Regions from separate parts of the Mus musculus genome. Here regions 2, 3 and 4 are each linked to region 1. A link is a contact called in public ChIA-PET, HiChIP or PLAC-seq and promoter capture Hi-C data. All regions are on one chromosome and are shown on one strand. Each heading gives the region's core, a stretch centred on a gene start, on an enhancer-like site or on the middle of the called end of the contact. The rest is flanking DNA. Distances are from core to core; before and after follow the strand shown. Region 1 holds the start of Ngly1 (N-glycanase 1). Region 2 holds the start of Slc4a7 (solute carrier family 4, sodium bicarbonate cotransporter, member 7). Region 3 overlaps Nek10 (NIMA (never in mitosis gene a)- related kinase 10). Region 4 overlaps Nek10 (NIMA (never in mitosis gene a)- related kinase 10).

Evidence for each region. Promoter capture Hi-C pulls out the DNA fragments that hold promoters and counts their contacts. ChIA-PET counts read pairs in DNA pulled down with a chosen protein or histone mark. HiChIP or PLAC-seq counts read pairs in DNA pulled down with a chosen protein or histone mark.
Region 2: a contact with region 1 is called in an H3K27ac HiChIP or PLAC-seq map of double positive thymocytes, with 11 times the contacts expected there. The contact joins the promoter of Slc4a7 here to the promoter of Ngly1 in region 1. A contact is called at or near these places in 8 of 39 promoter capture datasets (the 3T3-L1 cell line, the C10 cell line, the HPC-7 cell line and 5 more), 3 of 484 Hi-C or Micro-C datasets (CD4 T cells and muscle stem cells), 11 of 115 datasets of contacts at active chromatin or transcription factors (the 230-238 cell line, astrocytes, bone marrow-derived dendritic cells and 8 more) and 3 of 9 other capture datasets (adipose tissue, liver and macrophages).
Region 3: a promoter capture Hi-C map of hippocampal neurons shows a contact between it and region 1, with 5 times the contacts expected there. The contact joins the enhancer-like site here to the promoter of Ngly1 in region 1. A contact is called at or near these places in 6 of 39 promoter capture datasets (the C10 cell line, cranial neural crest, hippocampal neurons and 3 more), 1 of 484 Hi-C or Micro-C datasets (muscle stem cells), 6 of 115 datasets of contacts at active chromatin or transcription factors (acute myeloid leukemia, double positive thymocytes, embryonic stem cells and 3 more) and 2 of 9 other capture datasets (adipose tissue and liver).
Region 4: a contact with region 1 is called in an RNA polymerase II ChIA-PET map of memory CD8 T cells, with 11 times the contacts expected there. The contact joins the enhancer-like site here to the promoter of Ngly1 in region 1. A contact is called at or near these places in 7 of 39 promoter capture datasets (the C10 cell line, cranial neural crest, embryonic stem cells and 4 more), 1 of 15 datasets of contacts at CTCF or cohesin (large pre-B cells), 2 of 484 Hi-C or Micro-C datasets (CD4 T cells and bone marrow-derived macrophages), 12 of 115 datasets of contacts at active chromatin or transcription factors (T-cell acute lymphoblastic leukemia, acute myeloid leukemia, bone marrow-derived dendritic cells and 9 more) and 3 of 9 other capture datasets (adipose tissue, liver and macrophages).

The regions. Positions count from the first base shown.
Region 1 is chr14:16,246,114-16,252,345 of GRCm38.p6, reverse strand. It overlaps Ngly1 (N-glycanase 1), which reads right to left and starts at 3,032. Exons shown (of 12, transcript NM_021504.3): 1 at 2,849-3,032. The coding sequence starts at 2,979. It also overlaps a transcript of Oxsm not described here.
Region 2 is chr14:14,699,122-14,705,353 of GRCm38.p6, reverse strand. It overlaps Slc4a7 (solute carrier family 4, sodium bicarbonate cotransporter, member 7), which reads right to left and starts at 2,329. Exons shown (of 26, transcript NM_001360504.1): 1 at 2,074-2,329. The coding sequence starts at 2,121.
Region 3 is chr14:14,840,929-14,847,160 of GRCm38.p6, reverse strand. Nek10 (NIMA (never in mitosis gene a)- related kinase 10) reads right to left here. Exons shown (of 35, transcript NM_001195229.1): 7 at 4,297-4,375; 8 at 3,247-3,314; 9 at 1,584-1,663; 10 at 470-556. Among named protein-coding and RNA genes, the nearest start is that of Nek10, 23 kb to the right of the region's middle. Within about 2 kb of position 3,925, at least 32 of the 459 cell types and tissues checked have an H3K27ac peak or open chromatin away from gene starts, as enhancers often do. A contact at or near this core is called in hippocampal neurons, microglia and muscle stem cells, where this site is marked.
Region 4 is chr14:14,861,138-14,867,369 of GRCm38.p6, reverse strand. It overlaps Nek10 (NIMA (never in mitosis gene a)- related kinase 10), which reads right to left. Exons shown (of 35, transcript NM_001195229.1): 18 at 5,682-5,819; 19 at 3,869-3,914; 20 at 1,856-1,977; 21 at 1,635-1,737. Among named protein-coding and RNA genes, the nearest start is that of Nek10, 43 kb to the right of the region's middle. Within about 2 kb of position 3,214, at least 64 of the 459 cell types and tissues checked have an H3K27ac peak or open chromatin away from gene starts, as enhancers often do. A contact at or near this core is called in bone marrow-derived macrophages, double positive thymocytes, forebrain and 3 more, where this site is marked.

The DNA.
Region 1 (6,232 bases), core at 1,783-4,282:
AACCCCCACTGTAGGGCACAAGACAAAACATTACAAAAATAATTGCATGTGGGAGGAATTTGTACACTAGAGGGGATGGTGACAGGGAAAGAGATGAAGAATAAACAATGGGCTACAGACATGAAATTTCAAAGAACAAACAGTCAAACACTCCACCAAACTTTTCACCTAATTTAATAGAAATAATAATAATAGCAACCACCTCAGTAGTTGCGATATATGTGCCAGGTCATTTATGTTGGGTAGTCCTAGAATAGAGTATTTTTCTTCCTTTTATAAGGTAAACTTAAACTTGGAAATTATATGTAAATTGCCTATAATGACACTTAAAATAGTTGACTAAAATTGAAACTTACTGCTCTGGTTAAAATGTTTATACATATACCACCACACAAGCTGCCAGCAGACTCACCAACTTTCAATTACACTCAATTTCTCTACGTGTCAGTGGCAACCTACATTAAAAATTAGAAGTTTTTTGTCTTCTATTACTTCTTGCATTGTCATTGAAAATTCTCTTTCTCCATTCCATTGGGTTTATTGTTATGATTATGCAGTGACTTCATAATCAATGCCTGTTTCTTCTAATGGTTTCCTCCCGGAAACTCCACTGTAGAAACTGTGAGTCACCTTTGCCTATCCCTTCACTAAATGTCTCATGTTTGGTCTCCCTACTACCTCCTAACATAAAAATATAAAGACAGAGACATTAACACTGTCTTGGAATTGTTCTTTGATGTTACACTGTAGCTGTTTTTCAAACCTTTCTTCTCCCAAATACATTTATATTATTTGAACAAAGAAACTATGTTTGATTCTTGGTTCTTCACTCAGTACAGTTAATAGTCAAACACTATGTGTGCTTTGTAAACAAAACAGTACAATATCAAATATTTATATTAAAGAATAAATGAACTAGGGACAGGGGATCCATTTAGATGGTAGAGTGCTTGCCTCCCATTCATTGAGCCCTGGCTCAATCTGTGGCAGCTCATAACAGCAATTGTGGTAGCCCACACCTGTAACTTAGAGGTGTAGGTAGGAGGATAAGAAGTTCAACATTATTCTTAGGTACATGAAAAGTTCTAAACCAAACTCTGGTTCATGAATCAAATTAGCTAAGCAGCTCACCTGTGATGTCAGGAAAACTAATACAGAGTTGCTTTGTTTTGCTCTTGATAAAGTCCATAGTAAGCTCATCTTATCTAAAATGGGTGGCAGCTTTTGCATACAAATTAGCACACATTTCTTTTGGAGCTTATTTAGATTTATTACTGTTAGGATATGATAAATATTCAAGCAGAAATTTAAGAGTATTATTTCATTGTAGATTTCAGTGACAAGTATCTACTTCAAAACAAGCTAATGCATTTTTATTTGCATATCCATTCTATAAATTGTTCTGATACTGAGGCAAATGAGATGCTGGGACAATATGCCTTCAATAGTGCCTCCACTATGGCACTAGTGGGTTTAAAAGAAAATAGCAATGCAAAGAGGAACCTGATTTTCTCTACCAAATTACAGAAGTATAATTATAATGTGCGGTCAGGGACCAGGAAGACATGGAGCTTTTCCTTAAGAGTTAAGAAGTCACTGGATTTGGACATGAAGAAGCAGGATATCATCTCCCAACCAAGCCAGACCTTGAATTCTAAGAACACAAGGACACTTGTTGAAAACAAACTAAAGGAGCATTTTCTCACATCAACCTGAATCATTTCTCTTACAAACTGCTCTAATTTCCTTTATAAAACAAAAACTCCAAGATCAGAAATGTAAGCCACAGTAAAGGCTGTAAAATGAACCAGTTTCTTTAAGAAATTTAGTAAATATTCATAATGATGGTCATGATCCGAAATAACTGTCTGCATGCAAAGCTATCTTTCAAAGTACTCTGATCTTAGCATCTTTGGTTTCATTGTACTAACAGAATCGAAATGTCTTTACAAATCCATCCTTCTCTTATGTATGGGGGTGGGAGGTTGAAGACTTAAACAATTCAGTATGAAACGCCAGCTGTGGGCTCTGGAGAATCAAGCTTATGAGTTCTTTCAGACACCTTGTACTCTGAGGTGCTGTGAGATCTCAGGGTTAAGCTGAGGTGTCATAAAGGAGGAAGGCCATCTTCACACAAGTCACAATTATGTGCAAGCCCAAATGCTGCATAACATCTGGCATAGAATCACATTATATTCCCTTTTCAAATATATTTTAAATATCACTAATGTCACCTAAATGAAGAATTATGGTTGTGGTGGCACACACCTGTAATCTCAGCTTTTGGTAGGTCGTGACTGGCATGAGTTCTGGGGTACAGATCAAGTTCCATGCCAGTTTGGGGTACAGGACAACACCTCAATGTCTCTAACAACTAACTCTCTAAAGCTGGTCCGCATGAACTGTACAGCCTTTAAACTAAGAATTCCTACAGACTTCGGGTCGGTGTGTTTGTAAGAGCCAGCGCCCAGGGGCTCAACTGAAGTGACCTCCACTGTCTGCCCCTCCGCATCCCTTCCCCACACTCTTTGACCGGAGCGGCCATGGGAGGTGCTGACTCAAACTCCCAGCCAGTTGTGGAAAGTGCTGCACTCAGTACAAAGGTGACTTGACACAAAGTTCGTAACTTAAACTATAAATGTGTCAACCGCCAAACTCGGCGTGAACGTTTAACTGGCACTCGGGCTGAGCCACAGCGCCGGGATCCTGCAGCGAGATGGGACAGCACAGCTGTCAAACTCAGTGACAGCCTCGGCGGGCCCTCGTCGCCCAGCCCGCCCCGCCTCAGGCCCGAGTGTCCGCGGCCCCGCCCGCCTGCGGCCCTCAGGCTCGAGGGCCCCGGCTGCACCTCAGGATGTTGTCGGCGTAGGTGAGCAGCAGCTTGGAGGCCTCCAGAAAGGTCTCCGGGGTGTTCTGGCATAGCTCGGCCACGGCCGGGGACGCAGAGCTCGACGAGCTGCCCAGTGTGGCCGACGCCATGGCTGCGCCGCGGCCTTCGCCACCTCGCGCACCGCGGCCCGCACTGAGCAGGCGCTGAGGAGCGCCTAGGCCGCCGCAGAGGCCTGCGGCCAGAGGGCGGGGCGAGGAGCCGAGGGGCGGGGCGTTCCGGGAGGGGCTAGGGGCGGGGCGAGCCGCGGAGAGGCCGGTTGCGAACGTTGGGGTACGGGGTACAAGGGGCCGAGCCAGTGGAGTAGATCTCGAGCTGTGGTGGCTGCTTGTGTCGGGTAGGGTCCCAGAGATAATTGCACAGCCTTCTTTTTACGGTAGATAAAAGTCTTTTGTGGAAGAAAAGACTCCAGAAGACCGAGCAAGTTTTTGTTATGTCTTTTTTTTGGGGGGTGGGGTGGGGTGGGGGCGGTTATGGGGAAGGGAAAGTGATCATGGTCTGTGGCCTAGGCTGGGCTCACACGGGAATTTACTGCAGTCTTGCCCTTTGGTTACTAGTGTCCGGCTTCAAAAACAGAGCATAGCTCAGAACTCTTCTGGGTTTCTGATTTGTGTATTTTCCGAATTCTGTTGATGAAAACTCAGTTGTTGCTCACAAGGTATGATTCTGATGCAAGGAGCATTTTGGGAGTGTCCTATGGATACTCGCATAAAACCCATATACAATAATAGAATAAAATGAGGAACAAACAAGTAAATAAAGTTTATATACACATTGTATCCTTTGACTCATACTGGCATATCCCTTACCAGTATCCTTAATTTATCTTAGAAAGGGAATCACTAACCTCCTTAGCTGATGCCCTTGTCACTGACATCAACCCTGGAAATTGGCTCCAGCACTGAGCTTCATACTCAGTCCTCATTACTTCTTTTTCTTCTTCAGAAGAGGGTTTCTCTGCATAGTTCTGGGTAAAGTGGAACTCCAGCTATAGATCAGCTTGAACTCAGATCCACCTGATCACTGCCTCCTGAGTACTGGAATTAAAGGCTTGTCTACCACTACCTGGCTTTTTTTTATTACTTTTTAATGTTGAAATGCCACTAAGAGTGCACTTGACCTTGATTTGTAGTCAGGAGTTTTCCATGCTCCACTCACCTTGAATAGCTGGAATTACATATATGAATCACTAGCACGTAGCAGGTACTTGTTGGCTTTGTGTTTTAAAGATATTTACTTATGTGACCTCGTTTGACACTTTATTATCTGTTGTTTTTTAATGTTTCTGGGCAATTTCTTCGGAGAATTTTCAAGAACTTCTGAATATTCATCTGTAAAATATACCTACATTTTTAGCACTTAGGTTTGTAGACCAACTTCAAGAATATTGTTTTCAGCTAGGCATGTTGGCAAATCCCAAAACTTGGAAGGTAGAGGCAGGAGAATCAAATATACATACATACATACATACATACATACATACATACATACATACATACATATATCACTACTACCACCACCACCAAAGACATGAAAGAAGGAGGCAGATGAGGGAAAGGGGGGTTAAAGGGGAGGGCAAAGGTGATGGAAGAGAGATAATGGATGGACTGTGGCCAAAGAACATTGTATATCTATGAGACTTTGAAAGAATAAGTCTTAGAAAGAGAATATTATGTTCAACAAAGTATGTTATTAGCTGTTGTTTAAATTTTTCAGTGGCTAACTACTAGCATTTTTTTTTCTGGTCCATAACAAAGTAATAATTATGTTTGTGGCCCAACTTCAAATGCTGTATTCCCAGCTATTTGCTGTGAGTGTTGACTGATCCTTGTAATCCCAGTATATAAAGGATACAGGCAGGCCAGCTGCTGCAGCCTTGTTAGGAAAAGTGCATTATGGGAGGCAGTTAGGTTTTGAGAGTACATGCTCCTGCCCTATGTCCAGGTTACTCCCTCTGCTTGTGCTTGTGGTAAAGGATGTGAGTATTCAATTTCCTTCTCTGGCTGCCATGCCTGCTGCCATGCAGTTCTGCCATCACGCACTCTAACCTTTGTACCCATAAGCCAAAGTAAATGGTTTTATAAGTTGCCTTGGTTGTGGTGTTTTATCACAGCAATAGAAAACTAGGGTAAGCATGGTTTCAGATATTTTTTGAAAACTTGTGCTGAGCTTGGAAGTAAATTTATCATATTGTGTTATGGAAGTCGTTATTCCTGCAATTCTAGTACCAGCTGCTATTTCTAAAGCGACCAAGAGTGGCATGACCTGAACTGCCCTCTTATGTTGGGCAGCTATCATATCTACAACTGGGATTGGTAGGGGCTCATTTCCCTGGATTACTCCCAGTTCAGGGAAAAGGAGTACCAACATGCAAACTCCTGACTGACAGAAACGAGTACTAAGAGAGTGGGATATTGCTGGGATGAACTTGACCATGTGGTTTTATTTTGTGGGGCTAGGGGAATATTTATAGAAGGCTTTGGGAAGACTTGGGCTAGAAAACAAGATAAATTGTACTGTTTGTAGAGAAAAGGAGATCTAGGGAGCTTAACACTACAGCCAAGGCATGTGCTAGAGAGAAGATGTTTCACATAGTTGAGAAGTTTGCCTTGTACTGGAACAAAGGTAAAGGGTACTCTCTAGCCAAGACCTCACTCAGCAAAACTTCCAGCTTGTACAATAGCCTAAAGTCTTTTCTGATCCCAGAAAGTTACTGAATGAAAAAGTATTGCTGCTAATGTGATTCAAGTGACCCCATCCCTGGCTGGCAGCCACAGTGCCAGGTTTAGACTTGAAGGATACAAGAATGAAGTGTCACAGATCCTACCTCTGTGGCTTCTGAGAGCCTCTGAGGCCAGGCAACATGTGGTATGGAATTCTCTGCATGAAGATACTGAGAGAATAAGAGTCATGATAGGCCATTTTGTAGAGCTGTGAAAGGGAAGCTTGGGTTCCAGTGGAGACCACAAGATGTTGGAGATATCAACGCTATGAGAAAGCTGCCAAGGAGGTCAATAGAGAAGGACCAGCCTAAGAGAGAGATGCAGGCTACTGGCAGGAAAGCTGGAGGTGTGGAGCCCTTAACAGAAGACACGAAGCTACAGGATTTGGTGTTTTGTCCTGCTGGATTCTAGTCATAGTTTGGTCCATTATGTTCTTATTCCCCACTTGGACCTTTTGGGATGGCAATCTGTGCCATATATTGGAAATATGTGATTTGCCTTTTTATTTTACTGAAGGTTGAATTCTGTGATGCTTTGCATCTTAGAAGAGACTTTGGGCTTTTAAACAGTATTAAGACTGTGAAAGACTCCAGGGCATCTATGAAGACCGGGGAGTAGAGTG
Region 2 (6,232 bases), core at 1,080-3,579, 1.5 Mb after region 1:
TGCATAATTATAAACTTAAGGTGGTATATAAATATGAATTTTAGTCAACTCTTTTGGCTAGGCCAGTCTATTGTGAAGTAAAAGTTGCAACTGAGCGCTAGACATAGTGGCTCATGCCTATAATGCAAGCACTAGTGTGGCTAAAACAGAAGGATTGTAGCAAGGTTGAGGCCTGCTTGGGGACGATGTGGGTTCCTGTCTAGAAAGAAAGAAAGAAAGAAAGAAAGAAAGAAAGTAAGTTAGTTATAATTGACAAACATCACAGTATCTCATTTTTATGTTTTCACTTACCAAAGTAAAGTGAGCATGTTTCCACCTTCCAAAAAGCAGAACGCTCTCCACTATTTTAACCTATTGTCACTGCTGCTTCCAGACTAGAAGCAATTTTATTTCTGTATTATAATTTATTTTGTATTGCTGTTTTGCTTGCATGTATGTCTGTATGAAGGTGTATCTCCCCTGGAAGAGGAAGTACAAACAGTTGTAAGCTGCCAAGTGGGTGCTGGGAAATGAACCTGGGTCCTATGAAAGAGCAGCCAATGATCTTAACAACAGAGCCGTTTCTCCAGCCCCTTATTTCTATTATTACTTTCTGTAAGTTTATTATTGCCAAGTTTTATTCTCCCAAAGACTTAGGGTGTATGACCTTCCAAAATACTCTCCTATCATGGTACTAATACCAGAACTGAGTTCCTTGCCATCTGTTTGTCCCCTATCCTGTCCCTTATTGTAGACACACACCCACACCCCTCTGAATGAAGCTTCTATCGGAAAAAAGTGCTTCTACTCTGGACACTACAGAATAAGTTCTCAATAAGCTACTGCACAGAATGCATGCATGGATGGATGGATGGATGGATGGATGAATGGATGGATGGACGGATGAATGGCAATAGCCTTACTGTGTATGACGACTTCTGCCTAAATAGACTGTGATAGAGAATACAACATTTTTACCCAGGTTTATGAAAACTGATACTGTTTACTGTTCAGCTGAAAATGTGCAAATAAGGTTAAGAACAAGCAACAGTGTATTTGACAGATAGTCTTGGAGAAGGTCCTGAAGGTTCATTCAAAGGCCATAAAAAGAATCCTAAGGAGTTTCCAGTACTTCATCACTGTGACCCATCAAACCCATAACCACTACAGAACTTCACAGTCTTAAGACCGAAGTTTTCCTTTATATTTAAAGAGTTTATATTTGAATACTGTGAAGTAATGAATGATCACCGCCCACGGCCTCCACAATAACTTTTAAAGTAACGAGAGGAGGGAGCCTTAAGGAAAATTCTACCAAAAAAAAAAAAAAAAAAAAAAAAAAACCGGCAAAATGTCCTTTTCCTTGTTTTGAAAAGACTGGAAAATTCATCCCTGCAACCTTCCCTCCCATTTCACTGGTCAGAGTAAAAATTGGAAGTAGGAAAATTAGTACCACCACATCCTTTGAGTCAGAGACTCTGAAAGGAGAAAGCAGTTTCTTCTGTAGGGCACATACACGTTCCTGTTTCTAGAGAACGGGCCACTTGTGTGCCCCCCGCCCCCTCCCCCGTTTAAATGAGAGCCCAGTTTCTGCGCGTCCCAAGTCCGCCCTTACTCAGGCTGCTTGCACTGGGAAAGCGGGATCGGCTGGACTGGGGACGCGCGGCGCAGAGCACTGGGGTCTCTCTCGGTCCATTCTCTTTCTATGGAGCCCGGAGGAGGACACTGCACTCACGGTGCTTCTCCTGGGCCTGCGACCCAACACGCCACAGAGCGCCGGCCCCGACGGCCGGTCCCGACTCCGGCCACAGGCTGAAGGCGGCGGCGGCGGCAGGAACAGCAGCCTGGGCTGAAGGACGGCAGCGTCCACGCGGCGGGAGAACACGGCTCCCGGAGCCGCGCGTCTGAGAGCCGGGCACTGCGGCGGCGGACACGCGTCCTCGGGAGAGGCGTCCCCGAGGGCTCGAAGCCGGCCGTCCCCTGCGACCCCCGCCACACAAAGGCGACGGCGGCGCGCGGCCGCCAGCATAGGCCGCCGGCAGCCCCGCCGCGACGCCGCCTTTGTCTGCGGGCCTCGGCCTCCCCGCTCCTTACCCGCGTGAGTAGCGGTCTCATCTGCTCGCCGGCCCCGTCTGCCTCCATGGCCCGCCCCGGAGCTCTGAGAGGCCGCGACCGCAGCAGAGACGGGCACGCGGAGGGAGACCCTGTGCGGAGCGCTGGCCGCCGAGAGCTGGCCCCGGAGTGCGGCGACCGCTGCGAGCGCGGGACGTTCTCCGGGAGAGAGAGGCAACGGCGTGCCGCGAGGACTGAGACGGGCAGAGGACGCGGCGCGGAGGAGGCAGCGGCGCCCGGGCGGGGGCGGGGCGGGGGGCGGGGCTGGGGGGCGGGGGCGGGGGCGGGGGCGGGGCGCGCTCCGGCACGCCCCCCCCGGAGCACGCCCCCTGCCTGTTAGGCACCAGGTCCGGCGTCGAGCGACCGCCTCCAGTGGCTAAGGGGCTTGGAGGTAGGGCGGAGACAAAAGAAGACAGACATTCGTATCAGCCAATCAGCAGCTCGGAAGGGTCTGTCGCCTCCCCCGCCCCCCAGGTCAGTTTCCCGGAGGCCCCGCCCCTCTTTGTAAAGACTTAATTGACCGAGGCTGAGAGTGGAACTCGGTTTTTCGAATCGGAAGTTCTACAGACTTTCGAAGTGGAATGGGGTCATCACCCCATTCAGCTCCTCACCACGTGTTTTACAAGCAGGAGAGAAACAGGACGACGCCAGATTCATTCTCTGCCTCTGCAAGTTTCTCTCCTAGAGGTAACTCTATCGTGGACCCTGTAAAAGAGGGGATACATTTAGCAACTTGCCTAGTGCACTCCCTGCACTGGCCTAGTTCCACAACCTGTCCCACTCTTGGGTCGACCCTATAGGTAGGGTGCTTGTCTACTATCTACCTGGGTGTGGAGGTGATGGTCTCCATCACAAATGGACATTGAAGGATTAAATACATTTCTGTCCCTCTGTGAAGGTGTGTCACTTGTGGTGTGCTTATCACTATTGTTAACAGGTTGTTGATAAAGACAATAAAAGAGCCGGGCAGTGGTGCCGCACGCCTTTAATCCCAGCACTTGGGAGGCAGAGGCAGGAGGATTTCTGAGTTCTAGGCTAGCCTGGTCTACAGAGTGAGTTCCAGAACAGCCAGGGCTACACAGAGAAACCCTGTCTCAAGAAAAAAAAAAAAAAAAAGACAATAAAAGGTTGAGCTGAGAAAATCTAAATTCGATTATGAAAGGAAATACTTATCATCAGGTCAAGACTCATCCCTAACCCATTATCAATAAATAGCAAAGTGTACTGGGTACTGCTTTGGGTCCCAGACCCCTCCTGGCTTTGTTCTAAATTTCCCAGAGAGGTACAGGGCAGGCTCACACACGACTGTCCAAGAACAGGTGTGCTTCCATTAATAACAGCTACCATTTGAAAAGATCTAGAATTACAGACAGTGACATTTTGCAAATATGGCCCCTCTTTAATCCACACAATACTATAAAGTATATTTGTGTGTGATTTGACTGTGTCCCCTAAAAAACTGTATTGGAAACTTAATCCCCAATGCAATGGTGTTGGGTATTTAGGACACAAGGCCTTTAGGAGTTCATGAGCACATTATAAACCATGGGTCTGGAACTGCAAAGGTGTCCCTTGCTCTCTCACAAATGTCCATCAGACCTTCTGCTCTCAGATTCGGGTAGACAGGAAGAAGTCTCTCTCATGAAATGCAGTCCTCCCACCATCTTCAGAGCTGTGAGAATTTTTTTTTCTTTATAAATTACTCAGATTATATCATTCTATATAACCACACCAAATAGAGTAGGATAGTGTTATGTTCCCATTTTACAGATAAAAGAAGTGGAGACTTGTAGAAATAAGTAACTCGGGGTTCTACTATGTAGATTTCTTTTGTACCATTCTAATACCTCACTATAATTTTAAAAGATGTCAGTAAAGAAAGAGAAGTGAAGGGCTGGAGAGATGGCTCAGTGGTTAAGAGCACTGACTCCTCTTCTGAAGGTCCTGAGTTCAAATCCCAGCAACCACATGGTGGCTCACAACCATCCATATTGAGACCTGACGCCCCCTCCTGGTGTGTCTGAAGATAGCTACGGTGTACTTACATATAATAAATAAATAAATAAATCTTAAAAAAAAAGGAAGAGAAGTGAAAAGAAAATGAAAGGGAATAATTGATTGATCAATGAATTTGTTGATGTTGTTTTCTTTTTTCTGTACTAGGAATTTAAACTAAGGCCTCACTCTGACCAGACAAGTATTGAACTACTGAGCAATATCCCCCAGCCTATGAATACACTTTATATTGAAGAAGGGGTCTGGCTTCCTGGATAAAGTAGTTGCCCAGCAAGCATGAGAACCAAGTTCAGATCCCTATAACTTACATGAGAGCCAGGCAGGTATTCTAGTTACTTGTAATCCTAGTACTTGGACATCAGAGAACAATGATCTCCCAAACAAGCCAGCTTCCTAGACTTGTCCATCACATGTTCTGGGTCCAACTGAGCAACCCAGGCTCAACAAATAAAAGTGGAGAGTGATTGAGAAAGACACCAACCTCAGCTTTAGACCTCTGCTTGCATACATTATATGCACATGTATCTCCACAGACAAAATGAACATGCATACACACACATACACAAAGAATTTTTTCTCAACTCTCTTATAGCAAAATATATAACATCAAAGTTCGACAGGATAGAAAGAAAACAGAAAGAAAAGAACTCAAAAGAAGGCACAGGAACCATAGACCCACTCTATTGCACACTAAGGAATCTTACAATGCTGCTTCAGTCTCTGAATTCATACGAGCTTTGGTCATATTGATTTAGAGAGCCTTGTTTTCTTGGTACCCTCCATCACCTCTGGCTCTTAGACTCTTTCTCAGCTCCGAGAAGAGACATTTGATGGAGAAATCCCATTTAGAGCTATGTGTTACAAGGTCTCCTCTCTCTCTCTCTCTCTCTCTCTCTCTCTCTCTCTCTCTCTCTCTCACACACACACACACACACACACACACACACACACACACATAGGCACTGTAGGGACTATAGGTCCCTGAGCAATGTAGTCTCTGGCTCTTGATCACCCAAGCAGTGTTAGGTATGAATTCCATCTTGCAGAATGTCCTTTAAGTTACTTGGGTGGTTACTCTCACAAACTCTGAGCTGCCATTTCCCTAACATATCTTTTAGGCACATCATTGTAGAACAAAGTGTTTGTGGCTGGCTTGTTGTTTTAAGTTTCTGTTTTGATAGCCTGCCCAGTACCTTCCTGTAACCGAAGACCCTAGAACGTTGGGGTGAAGGTTCTATGTAGGCTGCAACCCAACTTCTCCATGTTCAATGAGTTATATTGGTGTTGTCTTCAGCAACGGGGCCTGACTTTCAGTTTGTGAAGAGAAATCTGTTGTCTTGGCAACAGCCTGAACTGTGTGAAATTTTTGATGGGAGCTCTTTGGCCAACAGCTCAATTAACTTGTAACCTAATCTTGGTACTGGAAGCTCTTTTGGTGACAAGAGACAACCAGTAGGGGTTCTGTTTCCCTACTATTTGGCGATTTCATGGATGAACAAGTGTTCCTGTGGTAGAATGAAGTGCCCTTTGGATATATGCCAAAGAGTAGTAGAGCTAGATCTTGAGGTAGGTGGGTTCCCATCTTCCTGAGGAACTGCCATGCTGATTTCCACAGAGGCTGTACAAGTTTTCACTCCTCCCAGGAGTGGGTGAGTGGTTCTCTTACTCTACATCCTTGCCAGCATGAGCTGTTGCTTGTTTTGATGATCTTACCCATTCTGACAAGTATAAGATAAAATCTCAAAGTAGTCTTGATTTGCATTTCTCTGATAGCTAAAAATGTTGATCATTTCTTTAAGGATTTCTCAGGCATTTGTGTTTCCTCTATTGAAAATTCTGTTTAGATATGTACCCCCCCCCTTTTTTTGGTTTTTTTGGTTTTTTGGTTTTTTTGGTTTTGGCTGTCCTGGAACTCACTATGTAGACCAAGCTGGCCTTGAACTCAGAAATCCACCTGCTTCTGACTCCCAAATGCTGAGATTAAAGATGTGCGCCACCACTATCCAGCTCTGTATCCCTTTTTAAAATTGTATTATTTTCTTGATATCTTTTTTTTAGTTCTTTATATATTTTAGATACTAACCCTCAACTGGATGTGTAGTTGGTAAAAATCTTTTCCCATTCT
Region 3 (6,232 bases), core at 2,676-5,175, 1.4 Mb after region 1:
TTAAGTGGAAAAGAACTGCCAAGAGGATTCATGGTATTCAATTAACAATATAAATAATGATGGTTTATTCAAAAAAAGCATTTTTACCAAAAATAAAACAGTTTTTGAGAGAGAGGAAGAGAGGGGAGAGGGTGGGAAGAAAGGAGAGAGGGGGAAGGGGGAGGGAGAGAGGAGGGAGGAAGAGAGAAAGGGGGGGAGAGAGGAGGGGGGAGGGGAGGGAGGGAGAGAGAGAGGGAGAGAGAGGGGCAGGGAGGAAGGGAGAGAGAGAAGAAAAAGAGAAGGGGAGGGAGAGAGAAAGAAAGAGAAGGATGGAAGCAGGGAGAGAGAGAAGGAAAGAGAGAGAGAGAGAGAGAATAAGAGACAGTTATTCTGGAGCCAATTTGAGTGACCATGGCCCAAGATTATAAATTTAAGTTATACAAAGTCCATGTTCCACCACAGAAGCACTTTCGTGAGGATAAGACCCTACCTTTTGGAGAGTAAATCATATTCGTGCAGAATCATCAACAGATTTTCTACTACGTTGAGTTCACTGATCTTCTCCCTACACTCTGAACTGCAAATACACAAATATTAGCAGTTACTAAAAACATATTTTACTCCAGACATGTTTTTGTATCCTAGAGACCATATTACTTTATCTGGTAGTTTGAATAAGAATAGCTCCCACAGGCACATGTATTTGAATAATTGGTCTCTAGTTGGTAGAATTGTTTGGGAAGGATGGGGAGGTGTGACCTTGTTGGACTAGGTGTGTCACTGGGTATAGGCTTTGAGGTTTCAATAGACTCAGGCAAACCTTAGTCTCTCTGCCTCATGGTTGTGTCTCAAGATAGAAGCCCTCGGCTACTGTTCCAGTGCCATTGTCTGCCTAGCCTATGCCATGCTCCCTATCATGATGGTCATAGATGCACCTTCTAAAACTATAAGCCCCAAATAAATTCTTCCTTCTATTACTTGCTTTGGTAATGGTGTTTTATCATAGCAATAGGAAAGTAACTTAGATACCTTGTAAGGACTTGTGAGGAGAGACTAGAAACAAACAAGGAATAGTATACTGTTCACAAGAACATAATACTCTGCTCATTAACATGAAACCTATTTATTGCTCTTTCATTTAAAATAATGACACTATAAAAGGACAGGTTTTCAAAACCAACTTTTATCATTGAAAGTGTCATATATTGTACGAGGAATGTACAGTTAACAATAGAGAAACAAGGTCTGGGAGAGTCAACTGTCATAGAAATGCAGTATTTCTGAAAGTCAAAGAAAGAAGACAGACCACAGAGATGTTCCTCCAAGCATCAGGTGGAGAGTGAGAGCAAAGGTCAGAAAAGGAAAAATCTCTTTCTAACTTAAATCTTAAGCTGTACTTCCTAAGCAGGTGAGTCTTTAGCCTATGCTGTTCCCCATGTGCCTCCCGCACCAGGTTTCAACTGAGCAGGTGACAGATTAGCCTGTGTGTGTGTGTCTCCCATGCACAATGCTGCACAGAGGAGCAGGTAACAGAGTAGCCTGTGTGTTTGTGTCTCCCACCCACGATGCTGCCTGCACAGAGGAGCATGCTGAGATGCACTTACCTCTCTGCTAAGCTGGCCAGTGCCAGCAGAGCACCCAAGAGGACAGTGGTGTCTCGGGCACCAAGCAAACTCACTAATGTCTGAAGGAAAGAAGAGAATGCAATTACCAAAGTCCCAGGAGCTTCTTGAATATTGTGTACTCTTCCTAAAAATCACAGACACTGATCTTTTGCTTTTTTTTTTTCTGGATTCTGTTCTTTTGCTCAATTAAAAAATGTGTGTGTACACCAGTAGAATATATATATATATATATATATATATATATATATATATATATATATATATATATAATTACTTGTATTTTTCTTCCCAATGTTACCCACGTAAACCCTTGAACCAGTGGTTCTCACTCTTCCTAATGTTATAACCCCTTAATTCAGTTCCTCATGTTGTGGTGACATAAAATTACTTCCTCACTACTTCATAAGTATAATTATGCCACTGCTATGAACTGTAATGTGAATATCTGATACTCAGAATATCTGATATGCAACCCCTGTGAAAGGGTCTTTTGACCATCAAAGGGGCCACAACCCACAGATTGCAAACCACTGAAAACATAACCTTTTTATAACTAGGACCAAATTGCTTAATCCATCATGCCTTTCCTTGGAGAAGAATGCCTTCATTGAATCCCCATTAATGTAAATGCTCTTTCTCCAATTTTTCAGACCACAGACTCCTGTCCCCCACTACTTTCTTGCCAAACATCCTAGTGTCAGAGCTGTGAAAGCTCTGCGGGGATGCGGGGATGCACTTTTGTTTTCATCCCATGGATCCCTTTACACTTCCTTATGCTGAAGTTAGCATCTCTCTTGGACTCCTCCTTGATCTCCACCACTGTGTGATATGGTTCACAAACTTCAATTCTACAAACATCCTTTTCAAAATTGTTGCTAAGCCAACTTAACACCTTAATGTTATTGTTTTGTCAGATTGTAAGCAACATCAATAAAATCACTGTCTGTTAAAGTGAAAACTACTGTGTGTCACCTAAACTCTCTCCCAGAAGCATAAGACCACAAGCAGCACAAGTTAGGCATTCCTGAGATAGGAGGACTCAACAGGTTATTGAAATCAGCTCTACACATCTGCCTGTTAAATGTCTGTTACCACTAAACCAACATTCATGTATTTTACGGTACACACTGACATGTGGGTGTGTGTGTGTGTGTGTATGGTGGTGGGGGAGGGGTGTTCCTGGGAATACAGAGTCCAGGACCCAAGGTCTTTCTCTGAACTGCATCTTTAGCACCTTAAAATGAATACTTAATCCATAGCTTACAATACCATACCACCTTGTGAGTCTGCATCCCATAAATTGCTATATTCAATTATCTCTGACTTACAGAAAATGCTGATTTCATATTATTCTAATTATAAAACCTTACAATACAGATGGATTTCGCTTTAACATTAAAGTTAAGTGATGCACTCAGCTGGAGTAGAATTGAAAAGTAAAAACCTTCATATGCTGCACCATTTATTGATTCCTTGTGTTGGTAAAGAACATAAGAAGATAAGTAGAGAAGCCATTTTAGGCTGGGTGCATAGTCTTACGACTTATAATGACATGTAGCTTGAGTATTAAGCTCTGAACTTGGAGAGCGACTGATGACACACAGGGCCATGTAGAACCTCAGCACTCTAGGGGCCCACTCACCTTGTGGGCTCCACTTGCAGTAACCCATTCTCTTTGGTCTTTCACAGCAGCAAGTTTTTGAAAAATATCTATTAAAGAAAGAAATCATTCAAAGGGAGATCGAGAAACAGCTGTCATGAAACTCTGGCTCCTCAGAAGTGACAGGAAAGAGAAGAACGAGAGAGTGGGAGCAGAGACCCACAAAAGGAATAGTGGAGGACAGGGCTGCCTAGTTCAACTCTAGAAGCTCACCTAGTATAGTAAATCTGCAAATAGCACAAAAGCAAACTCCCCGTGCATTTAAAGTTGAACAGGTTCCTGAACCTTATTTATTACAAGGTCATGGCATGGACTTAAAAGACCCTACTCATTATTCCAGCTTACAAAGAGATGGGAGGCCAGGCAGAACATAAGACCTGCACCGAGAAAGCTGTCCTCAAAGGAACATCCTGGTGCCCAGCATCTCCCCTGCCCCTAAGAGCCACCGTAGGCCCAACCAGCAAAGCATGAGAAACCAGTCTATCCACACAAGTACAATGGGCTTGTGCTGGCACCCAAAGCAGCAGGAATCCTGTGGCTGACCACACCTAGAGGGACTGCAAGGGGGAGGGGTGGGTGAAGGGCAATAGGAGAGAGAAGGAAGAGAAACTGGTCAAGCTTTCTGAGGAAGCCAGAAGAATGTCTGAGATGTCTCACACCCTGGCCACAGCTTCCACATTGCTGTTTTCAGGGGAGATTCTCAGTTTTCCTTTTCATGTTGTGGGTAGTCTACATTATATGAGCTAGGCATAATTATTACCCAATTTTAGAAGCAAAAATCCCTGGTTCTGACATTTTCACAGAAATCAAAAGGTTTTCTTTCAATGTCACAACAGATGTCGCTTTTATGAAAGACTTCTTCCTTGAAACAAATATGCTTGCCAAAGAAAGAGCTGCCATGGGGAGATGTGGGGACATGTGATACCATTGGCACAAAGGCACACACCATGTGAGTGGAACAATAATAAGAGCAGCAGGTGTTCTTTCTCCCAAGTCCACGAGATTCTTTGGGTGCCTGGCAACAATGCTTACACGTCATATTGACCAGCTTGTCCACACAGTGCTGCTCCTCAGCGTAGCCCAGGTACTCGTTGGCCACGATCTCCATGTACTGCATGAAAGACCAACCCAATAAGCCAGTCAGAAAGCCAGCACCAAAAGTACATAGGAAACAAGAGTGCAGGTCTTAGGATGAGCCTAGGATGGCAGAGAGGTAAGTAAGAACTGCTCAGTACTCCTGGGCCTGTGGCACTCAAGGGTGGGACACAGGACTTAGTGATTCATGGTTTCTTCCTGAATGCCCCCAAAGTTGAAAGAATTCTGAAAGCTCTCAAAAATCCCAGAATGACTTGAACTGAATAGTTTCACGGTGCATCTTATATAAGATATACATAGTAACCTGATTCTTTGATTCACCTTGCAGCAAAATGTTTAAGAAATAGGCTCAGAGAAGCATAGACAGTGTGAATGCTTATGTTAAAGTGGTGATGTCCTTTACAATATATGGACATGGACTTCACTCAGTGAGGTACATCTTCAGTTAGATTTCTCTTTAAAAACTAAACAAGGGGGCTAGAGAGATGGCTAAGAATACTGGCTGCTCTTCCAGAGGTCCCGAGTTCATTTTCCAGCAATATGGTGGCTCACAGCCATCTGTAATAGAATCTGATTCCCTCTTCTGTGTGTGTGTCTGTTCTAACGCAGATCACTCATATACATATAAACAAACAAACAAACAAATAAACATTTTAAACACTGAGCATGAATCACCTTCCCAGGATTTAAGGTGACTCTGTTCAGTCTCCATAGCTGTGACAAACACTGAGAGAAACAATTTAAAGAAAGTGAGGCAGAGAAAAAATGCTCAATTCATGGTAGCATAGAGAATGGTAGGAAGGGGCTGGAGCAGGCATCTTTCTGTGGCCCCTTCTTCTTCCAGCTCAGTCCTGCCTCAAGGTTCCCACTGACTCTCCATATAGCAGCACAGTTGGGCACCAAGTATCAACACAGGAGACTGTAGGGAAATTTTGTATTCAAAGGTAACATTTCCACTAGGCATGATCTTCTATTAATCTAGCTCAGAATGAGTTCTCAAGACCGAGTTTAGCATAAATCACTTTTTGCTGGTCTGTTAACACAGGACTCAACATTCAAGAAGCTGAAACAGATCATTTGAAGTTTTAGTCCAACATGGGCTACATGGTGCGACAATTTCTCATGTAAGGATAAATGAGCAAAATAAATAAGTAAATAAAATAGCATGATGTGGATAGACCTGTTATTTAGCTACAAGAGGGGCTGAGACAAGAAGACTGCAAATTTGAAGCTGCCTTAGTGAGATCCATATCAAAAGTTTAAAAAAACAAAAAGTAAACATAAAGGCTAGGATAGAGTTTGGTGGTAGAGTACTTGTCTAATCTCTTATCCTGAAAAAAAAAAAAGCTAAAATAAATTTTAAAGTAAGTAAATAAATAAATAAATAATCACCTTTCTTATCTCCCAGTCTTGGGAGACTGGGAATTCCAACTCAATGACATGCCCTAAAATTGTTTTTTATTCTCTCAATAAGCAAAGTTGTTGAATAGCTGCTCAGCCTATATAATCACCTGTTAGTCATTCCTCATAACAAAATTTAAGGTACTATAAGACATGAGAGGAGTTTCTTAGAAAATTGTTTTTAAAGCACAAAAAGCCTAAAACCAAGATCTTTCCTTATATTATCTTGAATTTATAAATATGTAATGAAGGGTGGATACTTTGTAATGACTTCATATTTCCTTACATCATGTAAGTGATCTGGCCAGCCAATGCTGGCTATTGACAATAATCTTGTCATCATTAACTTAAGACATTTGACTTTAAGAGCTTTTTAAATGTATTTAAAAACATGGCAAAAATTTTTAATGTGACTTTTTAACAGCACTTTTCCCCCCAACAGGCTGGATAAATGAGGCTAATTAGCAAGGAC
Region 4 (6,232 bases), core at 1,965-4,464, 1.4 Mb after region 1:
GAAAGTCCAGGAGCCCTCAATCCCACACAGATTACTACTAGCTCCTAAGGAATTCTCAAAGAGGAAGACACAGTCTCCCAGGGAAGAGCAAGCAATTGGTATCCAATACCAAGTGACCAGGTTTTGTTGGTGGTGGCTTGGGGGTTTTTTCTTGTTTTGTTTTTTTAATGTATCCCTTTATCATCAATTGCTCTAGAACTTGCTGTGTTCCATAGCATCTTTATACAGAATTCATAGACAAGCCTGCACTCTAGTAGTGTGCTCTCAAACATTCTTTTACTGTAGGAATCTCAGAAGCAACCTGTGTAGAGACTAAAAGTCTACATGAAGAGTGTCTCCCCTTTGTAGCTAGTTAACCATACATATCCCAAACAAGAGGAAAAAGGCTCAGGGGAAAAATAGATTATCACTCTGAACTAAAAAGTAGTTAACCATGGAGAGTTAGAAAAATAAATATAGGGTAAAAATAAACCTTCTAATTTAGAGGGGAAAGTTTTAATTACTATTATTAGTATTGTTATTAGTATTTATTTTTTACTTATTCATTTATTTTTTGGAAACGAAAACTACATAGGACTGGCTAGCCTCAGATTGAAAGAAATCTACCTGCCTCTGCCTTTGTCTGTCTGTCTGTCTGTCTCTCTCTCTCTATCTCTTTCTTCCTGCCTTCCTGCTTCCTTGCCTCCCTGTCTCTGCCCCCTCGTACTTCCCTGCCTCTGCCTTTCTGCCTCTTCTTCTGCCTCTGCCTCTCTCTGCCTCTCTGCCTCTCTGCCTCTCTGCCTCTCTGCCTCTCTGCCTCTACCCCTGCCTCTGCCTCTCCAGTGCTGAAGTGCCCCCTAACTCTGTCCTAATCAATGAAATTTAATTTACTGTTATCTGCCTTTCTGCTACAGATGAAAACACCAACCAATGAAACAAACAGCTATGTCAAAGGATACAAGTCGCTGTGTTTGTAAAGCCCTGCAAGTCTGACACCTTTAAGACAGACTGAGATAAAGTAGTCCAAAGCAATGTGCTCAATGTGTTAATCAGCAAAGCTTCTGTTTATGAGGTAGAAAGAAAAACTCAGAAAGCATTAATTGAGGAGTTAAATTAAACACAGAAGCATCCTAAGAGTACTGTATCTCTCATATGAGCAAAACAGTCATTTAGAACAGTATTTCCATTATCCAATATTGTGCAAACATTATTGTCTCAGGGATATGGAAAGTAATTATAATTTAACAAAAGAATTTTGCTTATTGAGTTTTTTGCTATTGCTGTTTTTTGGTTTGGTTTGGTTTGGCTTTTTGAAAAAAAGTTTGGTTAAGGCTAGCACCAACTTACTATGTCACTGAAATTGGCCTTGAACTCCAGATCCATCTGCCTCCACCTTCCAATGTGTGCAAACCAATACCCAGCTCAAAAGTTAATGAAATATAAAAGTTCATTTCCTCAGCCACAGGGGCCACATTCCACTTGCCCAAGAGTATCATGTGGCTAGTGCTTACTCACTCCACTGGACAACTCAGAGAAAACATTTCCATCTATGCCAAAAGTTCTACTGACAAGCACCACCACTCTGAAATGGGGTGCATTTCTCAACTGACATTCAGAACTTCTTCAGTTAAAAAGTTGAAGACTTTTATACTTACTAACTGTCACTTTGTCCTTATCTCCCAGCATAATGTTGTTTGGCGTGAGATCTCTGTGAACAATCCTCTTCTCCTTGTGCAGATACCGAAGAGCTAAGCACAGCTTGAAACAAGAATGGAAGCAAATTTGATTCCTGCCATATACGTAACCAACAGTGTATCTCTAAGGTAGCTCAGAACTTTGTTGTATAAAGAAAATTTCAATGAAGGGTGTAGTGTACCTGTATAAATATTTTCCACAGTCGCTCTTCACTGAAATGGTGATGTTTTTCCTTCAAAGAATTAAAGTGCTCTCCAAGTGGGGCTCCTTCTATCAGCTCCATAACGATATACAACCTGTCATCTATGCAAAAGCAAAAAGGAGTCACAGAAATGTAAAGTCAGTATAAAGCCCTGGAAAACCTTCACAAATTAGAACCCGGGCTTTCCAAGGAGTGTTGGAGCACAAAACGGAAAACTTAGTGTCAGGATCCACTGAATGCTGGCAGAGCACAGAGCTGCCCTTGGGGCAGTCACAGCCTAGCAGCAACTTCCTCTGACTCCAGACTTTCTCCTCTCTGGCAAGCATAATCATTTTCTGCTTATACCATAGAATGCCTGAACCATGTCAAAGACAGTAAGCCAACTGTCTCAAGTCACGAGGCCTGCCTCTTAGTACCTCGGATCAAATAAGACGTTCAGAAAACCGCATTATAAATTGCATTTTGTATGGTGACATAGATTATGTCATACAAACTTACCCACGGATCACGCTATGATGTTGCAATAACACAGACTAAAGCACCTACCCATGACAGAGATTACTGCTAGGCCCCTCTCGAGTAGAGAGACCTGGACTCTGATTTTATGTTAGGGTTTACAAGGGTTTAGCACTGTTTGGGTTTTTGGTTTTCTTGTTGCTGTTTTTGTTCTCTGAATACACTCCTTTAAAGCCAATTTGAACTACTAATAATGATATGTGACATGTGTCTTTTCTGACTGTTGGACATACACAAAATACACACATACACAATCTGCCTGCAAAGGACAGACATCTCCCATCCTGCCCACTGGCTTCTCCACCAGTCTCACACTGCAGCATGAATGTAAGCACACTGTTCTTCCTGTTGCCTTTCACAGGATTGCAAAAATGAATAAACCATATAGCATCTCTCTTACGGACATTTATAGATTCCCAAGTTTCACCATTCCAAGAAATACATATTGCCTGCACTATGCTTAGCTGTTTGTTTTCATTTTCTCAAATTATAGTCTTCTTCATCATAGTTTATAACTTGGTAATATTATACATATTTTAAGTTTCCTTCAATTTATTTTGGAAGTCGTCAGGTTAAGTGTTTTGTTTTTGTAATGACTTGTACTTACTTCAGTCTAAGTCAGGAACTAAATCTGATAGCTTTAATTACAGGAATAATCCCGATATTAAGAACTAGCACGTAAGGAGGAAGGAGTCCATCTAAATCACTTAAAGAAGGGAAATGGGTAAAAACATAGCAATTGAGCTGCATACAGAACAGCTTCTGTTTAGTATTGAGACAGGGTCTCTCTATGCAGCCATGCCCAGCCTGAAACTCACTATGTAGATCAGGTTGTCCTCAAACACACACAGTCGGCCTCTGCCTCTCAAGTGCTGGGATTAAAGGACTGAGTCACCATGCCCGGCTAATACTTCAGGATTTTATGCTACAGATGGTTAAGTTCAATACTTCCTTCACTTGTAAACAAGCGACTGAGTTTGGCTTTGTTTGACTGTGCTCTCCATCCCACAAGCAGGAAACAAGCCAGCCAGCCTGCAGGCTCAGCCAGGACTCTGGCGCCACCTGGTGGCATCTACTGAAATTTGTGAGAAAAAAAAAAAAAAACCTTGAAGGCGGAGTCCAATCCATTTTATTAGGGGTGGAAAATGCCACTAGATGCTGCTGTGAGCTTGCAAAAAGAAAAATAAAACATCATGCTTTAGTTCTCTTTTCTCTTTTTCTTCTACAGTTCCTTTTCTGTACAATAATTTAATTATTTTTGTTTATTCACACTGTGCCTCTATATAATACAGATCAAAATATTTTAAGTATTCTCAGGTCATCAATTAAAAAATTATTTTACTGCTTAAGAAAGCAATGCCTAATAATAAAAGCCAGTAGAAAATAGCTGAATGGGTTTATTTTCTGCCAACATAATATAAATGTATATAAATAACAAACATATGTTTCCTTACTTAGAAAGCAATTCATACTTACTTTCCAAAAATGTTTTATAATAACGTACAACATTGGGATGATAAAGCTGTAAGAAAACAAATAGCAAACACTTATCAGACTCTTCAAAACACAAGCTTTTGTACACTGAAGTTTCATCTAAGACTGCCAGCTGCCATTTAAGGTTTTAAATGACTTTTTTAAGTTAATGAAAGAGACAGTGTCCTCCATGCCTTTGTGAACCAGGCTAGAAGATGCTGCACTTCCTAATGGGCAGTGGACAGGTTTAGGACTGATCAGTTCCTTAACGATTCCCTTAGCATGCTCTGCCCCAGGGTTGGGCCTCAGCTACACAGGGAGGGAGAAAGTTCTAAAAAAGAAAAATGGTGTAAAATGTCTCCAACTATTTATTTAGAATGTAGTTTCTAGGTAAAGTGTCTTGTTTCAGAGGAATTGCCATGATGTCTATAAATGGTTTGTGCCTCTGAGTGTCCCTCTGAGTGGGGCCCACGTAGCTGCTACTCACACCAACCCAGCGGTCTCAGGGTTATCAGCAGCAGAGTAGCCAGGATGTGGCTTCCCAGGCAGCAGTGACATTTGTCTGTCCCTCAGCCCTGGAAGTGTCCTTTCTGCTGCTTTTCCCACTTGGGATGGGAAGGTGTCACCAGCAGTTGCATGGAACAGGGAATAATGCCAACTTGTGCCATTCTCTAAGCCTGGTAGTTCGAAGCCTCTGTGCTGTGCTCATTGTCACCTCTTAGCAGACAGGGTCTCTCACTCCCGTACCTATGGCTTCTGTATTCCATGACATCCTTCTTTTTGGTTCAGGTGGCTCCCACAGGAGGGACAATCTTCAGTGACATCAAAATCTAAACTGTGGCACCCTGATTGGCCTCTTCTGGACCCTTTTTCTTAGGAAACGCACTTAAACAAATTAGCACCCAAATCAACTAGCAAGTGGGGACAGGATGAGTTTCTGAACGGATGGGATGGCTTCTTGCGATCTAATCCATTAGTGGTGACTTTTGTTGTAACTTAGTGATGTCAAACTATAGGTTTCAATGAATAAAGACCATGTTTGTGACACCAAGCAAACATGACTGCAGGGCGCAGTGAGGCTGGCAGCTTCCTAGAACTTAGAAACAGAAATGCACAAACAAGGAGAGCTGGGAAAGGAACCAGCATCTTCTCGGATTACAGAAAGAATTCCCATTTCTCGCCTGCGCTCCGTTTTCCTCCAATACTCCTTCATAATGACAGCTAATTGAGCGATTATGTCACATATTCATGATAATAAAAATAACCCAGAAGACAGTGGGGCCCACCCCTAATCTCAGCACTTAGGACAGGGAGCCAGGAAAGGGGGGGGCGGGTCCTGAAGGTCAGTCTGTACTACAGAGCAGGGCTAAGACCAGCCTAGACTACACAAGCCTGCTCTAGAAAGGGGAAATGAAACAAAACCTACATTTTAGATTTAATAAGCCAGACTTGAGGGGTGTCAACAGGTTGGCTTTAGCTGACTGAAGTTGGAGGGTGGTCTTTCTCAAATTCCCAGCACTCCATTAAGGGTGTCTTTCTCCTGTTCCTATGCAGTAACTCAGTAGCTAAGCATACATGGTGTGTTCTGGTTTGTAAGCTCAACTGTTTTGCATCCAAGGCCCTGCTATAAACTCCTAAAAGAGTTTCCATGACTCAATAACAAGCTTTAGGAAAAACACTGGCAAAAATATCACTGCACCAATGTCCAGTATTTCATACCGAACTGATTTATAAACGGCATGGACAAGAACAGCAGCAGAGCTCAGCTTCAATGACATTTATATCAGAGACATCTCAGAAATAAGACAATATTTACCTGCTCCTTAATTATTGTTAATTCAGAAACAATGTTCTTGACACTGCTGTCTCGGTCTTTCTTATCCTTTCCAAATGCTGGGTTATGCAAATTGACCTCCTTCATTGCTAAAAGATTTTGACCACTACGCTTTCTAACCTACAATAAGGAAAGCAATTAATTAAATGCTGAGAATTGAGGGTTAGACAAAGACAGATGAACTAGAATAACAAAATTACATACATGGTTAACCAACACATAGCATGAGAGTCTAGCTGCATTTACACTAAGCTGAGAGAGCTCAAACCTGTTACCTTCTGGTCTGGTCCCCACTGCAGGACTCAACAGGCTTTCCCTGGGCAGGTGTAGAAACACTGGTGAAAGTTTATAAACTATGTCATGCACTGGGACAAGCTATTTTGATTCATTTTCTGTGAAGGATGCCCTGTCAGGGACCAGGTACTAGAGCTGAGAGCCAAGGCAACACTCACATAATTACCACCCAGTGTTGGATACAACCAGCACTCTCATCTCTATCTGTACTTCTTCACTAGTTTTCAATGATAAGGACT